Linked DNA regions of Sus scrofa: region 2 is linked to region 1. A link is a contact called in public HiChIP or PLAC-seq data. All regions are on one chromosome and are shown on one strand. The core of a region is the stretch at or near the end of the contact, and the rest is flanking DNA. Distances in the headings are between cores, read along the strand shown. Region 1 has its middle 130 kb from the start of TRIO. Region 2 overlaps TRIO (triple functional domain protein).

Region 1 (3,824 bases), core at 450-2,949:
CGCGGGGACGCGGGGCGCGGGGACGCGGGACCGGCTCACGCGGGATCTGGGCCCGGGCGGGAGGAGGCGCCGCCGCCTGGGTCCGGGGGACGCCCTGTCACGCCTCCCGCGCCTCCTCCCCACGGACCCGAGGCAAAGCTGGCCTTTCCCGTGGCCACCCCCTCCTCGCCCAAGAGACACCGGGCCACCTGGCACTCCCTCGTAGGCAGTGCCCCAGGAGTGCCCGGCCCCGCGCCGCCCCCTGGGGCCACGACGTTCCCAGATGCCCCTTCCGAGCCGCCCCCGAAGACAATGGCTCACCCACCGCCCGGCCGGCCGCGCTTCATTTTCTGCCGCCACCTCCCCCCTTCCCTGGGCGGCAGATATTATGGCTGCCCGTTTCACAGAAGTGTAGATCGAGGCTGGGGAGGTGACAGGCTAGAGTACCGGGCGAAGAAACCCGCTGCATAAGGGACTGGGGAGGGGCCAGGTACAAATCGGCCACGGAGACCGACCCAGAGTAGAGCCCGCTTTTCCCGGCCTGGCCCCTCCGCCCCCGTCCGGCCGGCCTTCGGGGCAGGGGCCTCCGCCCTCGCCGTCCCCGCCGCCGCCTCCTCGGCCCTCCCGCGAAAGAAACAAAGAGCCGGCGCCCCAACCCGAAGAACTGTAGCCGCCGGGGCGGGCGACGGTGAGATTTTGCCCTGGAACGAGGGGCGGGCGCAGGAAAGGCGAGCCGGCGGTGCCTGGGTCTAACAGCGGCGCTTGGGGCAGCGTGGGGTGCCGGACCCGCGGGTTTGGGGCCGGGAGCCCCGGCGCCGGGCAGTGGCCTGGCGAGCGCGCGCCGGGACCGAACGACAGGCGAACACCGGGCGCGCCGGGGCCCGCGGACCGCGCCTCCACGGCAGGGGTGGCGGAGCGCGCGGGCAGCGGCAACAGTTGCACTCACCGGATCGGAAGAAGGCCGCGATGTCGGCCAGGTCCTTGGCCGCCTCTTCTGCCCCTTCGCCGGCGCCGCCCCCGCAGCCCGAGCCCGCCGCGCTGGCCGTGGCGGCGGGGCCGGAGGACGCGGCGGGGGCGGCAGCGCCGCCGCTGCTGCTGCCGCTCATGGCTGCGGCAGCGCCCGCGGCCGCGCCCGGCTCGGGCCCCGCGTCCCTAGCGCCGCGCGCCGCCCGCTCCGCGCCCGGCCTGGCGGCGCCGATCGCCCAGCTGCCCCGGCCCGGCGCGTGGACGCAGAGCCCCGGGGCGGCGGCGGCGGCGGGCGGCGGCGGCGGCGGCGGCGGCTCGGCCTGAGGAGCGCGCCCACATAGACGAGGACTCCGCCCGGGAGCCGCGAGCCGGCGGTGGGGCGAGGGCGCGGAGCCACGGCCTCGGCGGCGCCGGCCGGAGCGCGGGCAGTAACGCGCGCCGCGCTGAACACGCAATCTCGAGGGCGGGGGCCCGTGGCCGGCGGGAGCTCCGGGATCACGGGCGCCGGCGGCAGCCGCGAGCCTCCATCTTGATTTCAAATGGGGAAGGAAGGAGGGGGAGGGGGGAAATCACGGCTGAGGGAACCCGGGTGAAAGGAAAAGGGAGAGCAGGGAAAGGAGAGGAAGGAAAAAAAGAGGGGCTTCGGGAATTTCCGGCGAGAATCGTCAGGGGCCCGAGCTTGGGCTCGGCGGGTGGGCGGGGCCTGCAGTGGGCCGGGCCTGGCAGGAGGGGCGGGGCCGCACCCGGTGCCGGGAGCTGAGAGAGCTCAAGCGTTCCGCCTGGTCCCTCTCCTGCTCCGGCAGCTGCAACCCTGGGGAGGTGCCGGAACGCTCTAACCAGCGGAGGCGGTTTCCAGGCCCGGCGTTGCGCCCCCAGCCGGGCGCTCTCTCCTGCTGCGTGAGACCGACCTCCGAGCACTCGAGCTGTTTATCTCGCCCGCGGGTTCGGCTGACTCCGGCACAAGGCCGGCGTGTTTCTCGATGGCGCAGCGCGGGCACTGGCACGTAGTCGGGGTTCCATAGTAGTTGTGGAATGAAGAGAGAGAGCATGAAAACGGCGTGTATATACTCCAGTCCCGGAGCGAGGAGGACAAGCCTCTGAACTCTTGGAGGACGTCTGCTCGCCTGTAACATGACATTCCGGACTCTGGCTCCTCAGTCCCTACTTCACCGAAATGGAGAGAATAGGGAAGGTGATAGTGGCTGAAGAGACCAAAGGAAATTAGGGGTAGATGACATTCAGCTTTACGGCAGATCCGTGTCAAGCCAGCATCTGACAAATATTCAAGTACAAACCGCCTCTGAGGTGGCTGCAAGCGAAGTGGCCAGAAGGTATGGGTGTCAGAGGTTAAAGGATCCAATGCTGCCAAAAGCAAGGAGAGCCCGAAACAAGACTGTTAAAAAAAAAAAAAATGGTGGATGAAACCACTGTACATGTATATTAGAAATGAACAATTAAGTACATGAATGGCGGGTGGTGGATACCAGGTTTTTCATTGTAAATGAGGAAGGCTAGAATGATCTATCTGGTACAGGGTTGGACACATGAGTATGAACTCATGTTTAGCTTAATATAGACACAGATGGATATATAAAAAGACTTACAGATATGTGTATATCTACATATGTTTCCTTGCTCTGTCAGCTAAGTGGGCTTAGAAATAATACTCCTATAGCAGGATACACACCTGACACTCAGATCTTGTTATTAACATCATTCTTCAATAAAAGGAACCCAGGCTCCTCAGGGAAATGGCTGACTCTAGGACTGGGGCAGAAAATGTACAAGAGAGCATGGAGCATCTTGTGCCAGAAGGTAAGGAAGTGCTCAAAAAAATTTTTTTTAACTAACAACCAGAGCAATGATGGGGAAGGGAAGGTCTGTCAAAAGGACAAAGGAACCAATTGAAAGCTCCCAGTGACCAAAGCTAGAACAATGTGAGCGGCAAAATAAATAAGGCAATGCTTGGTTATTCCAGTTATTCCCAAACTATAAAATAAATATCCATGAATCTGATATAATTCAGTGACTGAATAAGTCATTGAGCATGAAGAGAGAAGAGACATTCCAATGCAGAATTCCAAATCATTTGGAATTTCAAAGAGATGGGCTAGAAGTCCCCTCTCCTTAACTATGAGCCACACCCTAGTGACTTCCTCCCAGAGTACAAAATGGAAAGAGGGAGAAGACAGACGAGCACTGCTTCAGCCACGTGATCAAGGTTAACAACAGTGATAAATCATGTGGATGGTATGTACCTTCAGTATGATTTAGTGAAAATGACACCTTACCTCTGTGATCTTCCTCCCCAAAATACCTTCTAATCATGAGAGAAACACCAGACATCCCAGTTGAGGAACATTTCTAGAAAGGACGTGACCAGTATTCCCCTAGACTATTAAGGTCAACAAAAATAAGGAAAGTCTGAAAAACTGTCACAGCCAAGAGAAGCTCAAGAAAACGTGACAACTAAATGTAATGAAGTATTCTTTGGATTCTGGGATCAAAAAAGGACATTAGGTAAAAAAATAAAAAGAAGAAAATATGAGTACTATGTGGACTTTAATAATAATGTTCAAACACTGATTCATAAATTGTGAGGAATATGGAAAAATTGGATGTAGAGAATATGAGGATGCTGTACCATCTTCACAACTTTTCTGTAAATCAGAATCTATTCTAAAATAAAATTAAAAAAAAAAATTTTGGAGTTCCTTCGGTGGCACAGTGGAAACGAATCCAACTAGGAACTGTGAGATTGCGGGTTCAATCCCTGAACTCGCTCAGTGGGTTAAGGATCAGGTATTGCTGTGAGCTGTGATGTAGGTTGCAGACTGACTTACTTGTTCAGTCACTGAATTATATCAGATTCATGGATA
Region 2 (3,641 bases), core at 339-2,838, 190 kb before region 1:
TTTCCCACACCTGTATGTTTGCTCAGAAATGCTTCTCCGTGGTTCTCAATCCAGTCCAGCACCTGTAATGAAATACAGATACAGATGCCATAAAAACAATGCCTGCTTTATTCAGTGTGTTAGGCCATCCTCTGAAGATACATCTATTACCAAAACTCTGTAAGAACAAGAAGCACAGGAGAAAAGGAAGTTGGGAGCAATGGGACATTAATCTAACATGTTGAAATTAAAACAAATTACATCTTCTGTCAGCTTTCCCACCATGATTTTAAGCTCTTACTTTAAAAGTGCAAATCTATCCATGTATAAACCTTGCATGAAATCATGATTAAATTAAATCTCACCTCACTTTAGGCATGACTGGGCCACCAAAACTGCCTGGTTTTGCATAAGACAGAGGCTACCAAGCCACAGAGGAGCGGGTTAATTCAACACCATTATAAGGCTCAAAACTTCACAGCAGGCAATTCAAGTTTAACTACAGAGTTAATGTTTTTCTCCTCTTGAGAAGACTCAAAACATTTAAGTAAAACCCAGGAAAACAAAACACTTAAATGCCTCTGTCTTAGTCTTTGAAGATAATTTATTCTATAAACTAAGCTGTTGTGAAAGCTAAGCATTGCATGAACTTAATTACTTGTAAGTTCTTAGTTGAAATTCACACTAAAGAAAAGGAGTAAAAGTAAAGCAGGGAAACCCAATGCTCTTATTTATTGGGGTGGGGGGAGATGCCACACCCATGGCATGTGGAAGTTCCCAGGACCGGGGATCGAACCCATACCAGGGCATCAACCCATGCTGCTTCGGTGACAACAAGGATCCTTAATCCACTACATCACAAGAGAACTCAAATCCAATGTTTTCATGTTCGCAGTTGGGACTGAGTAGTTCACTGACTACCGTACTTGAAAAATTGCAAAACACTATCAAACAAAAGATTTACACTACATCAAATACACACTTTGTCTCTTTCTGATGGAGACGGGATAACTAGCAAAAAACTAAGTCAGTAATGTCTTTAGCTAAAAACTAAAAGGTATTATTATCTAAATATCTGAAGACATTTGTTAATGTGCTGCAAAACTACTGAAGGCCACCTCGAGGTTACAGCAAGGTTACAGCTTATAACCATGGTAACTAAGCTCAGAGATCAAGATGATTTTGAACTATAGAACTAAGTAAGGCTGCACAGCTAGGACAGTGTCCAGACAGCTAGGAAGTGGACCAGACACACTACTCCACTAACAGCAAAATGAAAGAGGCAGTAGGGTTGGGGGGTGTAACTTACAGCATAAGGTGTATAGTCAATAATATTGTGATAACTCTGTTTGAGGAGAGGTGGATACTAAATTTATCATGGTAATCATTTCATAATGTATGCAAATGTTGAATCACAACACAGTACACCTGACACTCACCTAGTATTGCATGCCAACTCTATTTCAATTAAAAAATAAATAAACGGGGCCTTCATTTGAGGTTCGTTGCTATAAAAAGAATCCCTCGCCCTTTGTTCCCTGCACTGTAGAGAGATCAGCTGTGCTGACAGACAGCAAGAGGCAACTGTTAAAGCCAGAGCCTGCCATCCAGGGACAAGTGGATTGGTCCTTCTCTGCTCCAAATCAGTGATCTTTCTGGTCTGACTGAAGGACCTCTCTGCATAGCGCTGAGCAAAGGCAGTAGTTCATGTAAATAAAAAGGCTTGAGAACCTGAACAAACCTCCAGTGGTCCTTGCAGAATGAGCAAAAGTGTGAGTGTAAGTATGTGTGTGTGAGCACGCCCACGTGAGGGCGGGGTACGGAGGTCAAGCCTTGCAGTGAGGGCTCAGGATAAAGGTGTAAGTTTACCTTGTTACTAGAGTCCACACCTGAACTTCTCTGTCAACACCACCATTCGGCTAGTCAGCAGGGTCGCACTGTCAGAGTAACTCCTACTGGATCTCTTCGTATTCCATCCATCAACCCAGCCTCCATCCTCCTGAAAGCTCCCTGTTTACCCTTTATGTTAGCCTCCCTGCACCACAGACATAGGCTATCCTTTCTGAGCTGCAGCTTCGTAGCTGCTCAGGGGGGACTGGAACGCTGGGAGCTGTCAATTACATCTACATCTAGCACCTCAACATCCCGTGTGGCAAGAACATAGCACACATGCCATCGGCACCCATAAACTGGAACGTGGCACTTTCCATCTAATGTTAAGCTCTTTGCAATGAGTATGCCATTGCATTTTAAATAGCACACTTAGTACTTTTCTTCCTTGAGATCAAAAAGAGAGAAAGAGCATTCAGTATGACCAGTATGTAGTACTGCCACATGCACTACCTGACTTCTAGCTGCTGACTTGTTGGTATGACAGTCTCTCAGTACATATTATAAAATGCAGGTCCCATTTCACTCCTAAAGAAATGCCCAATGGCAACTTCAAAATATCTCAACTTAAAGAACAGATACAATTATTGGAATGTGCCTCTGGGCATGAGGCCAGTACCAGGCAGAAGACAAAGATCAACTATATTAAGACTGAAAAGAGATCAGAGATAAACAAGTGCACTCATGCTCTGTCCATGTCACATCTGCAGAAAGGGCTAGGAGACTTTTTTTTTAATCTACGCCTATAGTAGGTTTTGTATATTTCTCAAAAGTACTGTAAAAAGAAAAATCAAGGTTTGGTAAACAGCAAACCTGATGATTACTGATCACTCAATACAGACTTGAAATAAGGGCACAATTTCTAAAAGAAACACTATTTGTAGAAAGTGCTAGAGGAAGCAAAATATAGCCTTCTTTAAAAAATAAAAATTTGTTTTTTAAGCAAAAGAAAAATGTTTCAGGAAGCATACATTGGAAATAACAGCTATTATGAACCAACCACTCAGGATTACAAATGGATTACAATTTTTCTTTTATTAGATGTTCCTTTAGACAGAATTATAAATACCAGGTGAAATTATATTTCCTACAAACATGAAAGTAATTCAAGGAACAATGTACAAATTCCACGCACTTTTTAAAAACAGTAGCAGACAATTATGAAATCTAGCTCATATTCAAAACCAAACTTCCCCTTAAGGCTTTTGCTTCTCTTAAGTCTGAGAACATTTCCCAGATGGCCAAAGAATCCTGAATAATGGACTAGACATGTCCAAGGAGCATTTGGAAGACGAGCTCGTGGGATCTTACCATTTAAAACATAAAATATTTGCAAATCAGGGGCTCCTCCCTGACTGGCTGTGACCTCCACCCAAGAACAACCACGTTGGCCCAGGACTTGCTCTCTGCTGGCTCCAGGAAAAGGGCGGGAGCTGGTCCTTCCTGCGGGCTGCTTGGTTCCTAGGCAGAGGAGTAAGGCCAGAAGGCTGCCGCCGCCTCCTCCCTGCTCAGAGGACACAGGTGAGCTGGTTCCTCCGTACATCAGTGCCCTCCAATGGGTACCACCAAGCCCCAAGGTCAAGGTCATTTCAAAGTGAGCCCCCAACTCTTAAAACACAGATAACCGGAGTTCCCGTAGTGGCACAGTAGAAACGAATTTCGACTAGGAACCGTGAGGTTGTGGGTTTGAACCCTGGCCTCGATCAGTGGGTTAAGGATCTGGCATTGCCCTGAACTGTGGTGTAGGTCGCAGACGCAGCTCGGATCTGGCG

Evidence for each region. HiChIP or PLAC-seq counts read pairs in DNA pulled down with a chosen protein or histone mark.
Region 2: an H3K27ac HiChIP or PLAC-seq map of alveolar macrophages shows a contact between it and region 1. The contact joins two enhancer-like sites. A contact is called at or near these places in 1 of 47 Hi-C or Micro-C datasets (fetal heart ventricle) and 1 of 2 datasets of contacts at active chromatin or transcription factors (alveolar macrophages).

What each region holds. Positions count from the first base shown.
Region 1 is chr16:3,561,631-3,565,454 of Sscrofa11.1, reverse strand. No RefSeq gene overlaps it. Among named protein-coding and RNA genes, the nearest start is that of TRIO, 130 kb to the left of the region's middle. Within about 2 kb of position 1,699, at least 69 of the 83 cell types and tissues checked have an H3K27ac peak or open chromatin away from gene starts, as enhancers often do.
Region 2 is chr16:3,750,073-3,753,713 of Sscrofa11.1, reverse strand. TRIO (triple functional domain protein) reads right to left here. Exons shown (of 56, transcript XM_021077142.1): 9 at 1-62. Among named protein-coding and RNA genes, the nearest start is that of TRIO, 61 kb to the right of the region's middle. Within about 2 kb of position 1,588, at least 6 of the 83 cell types and tissues checked have an H3K27ac peak or open chromatin away from gene starts, as enhancers often do.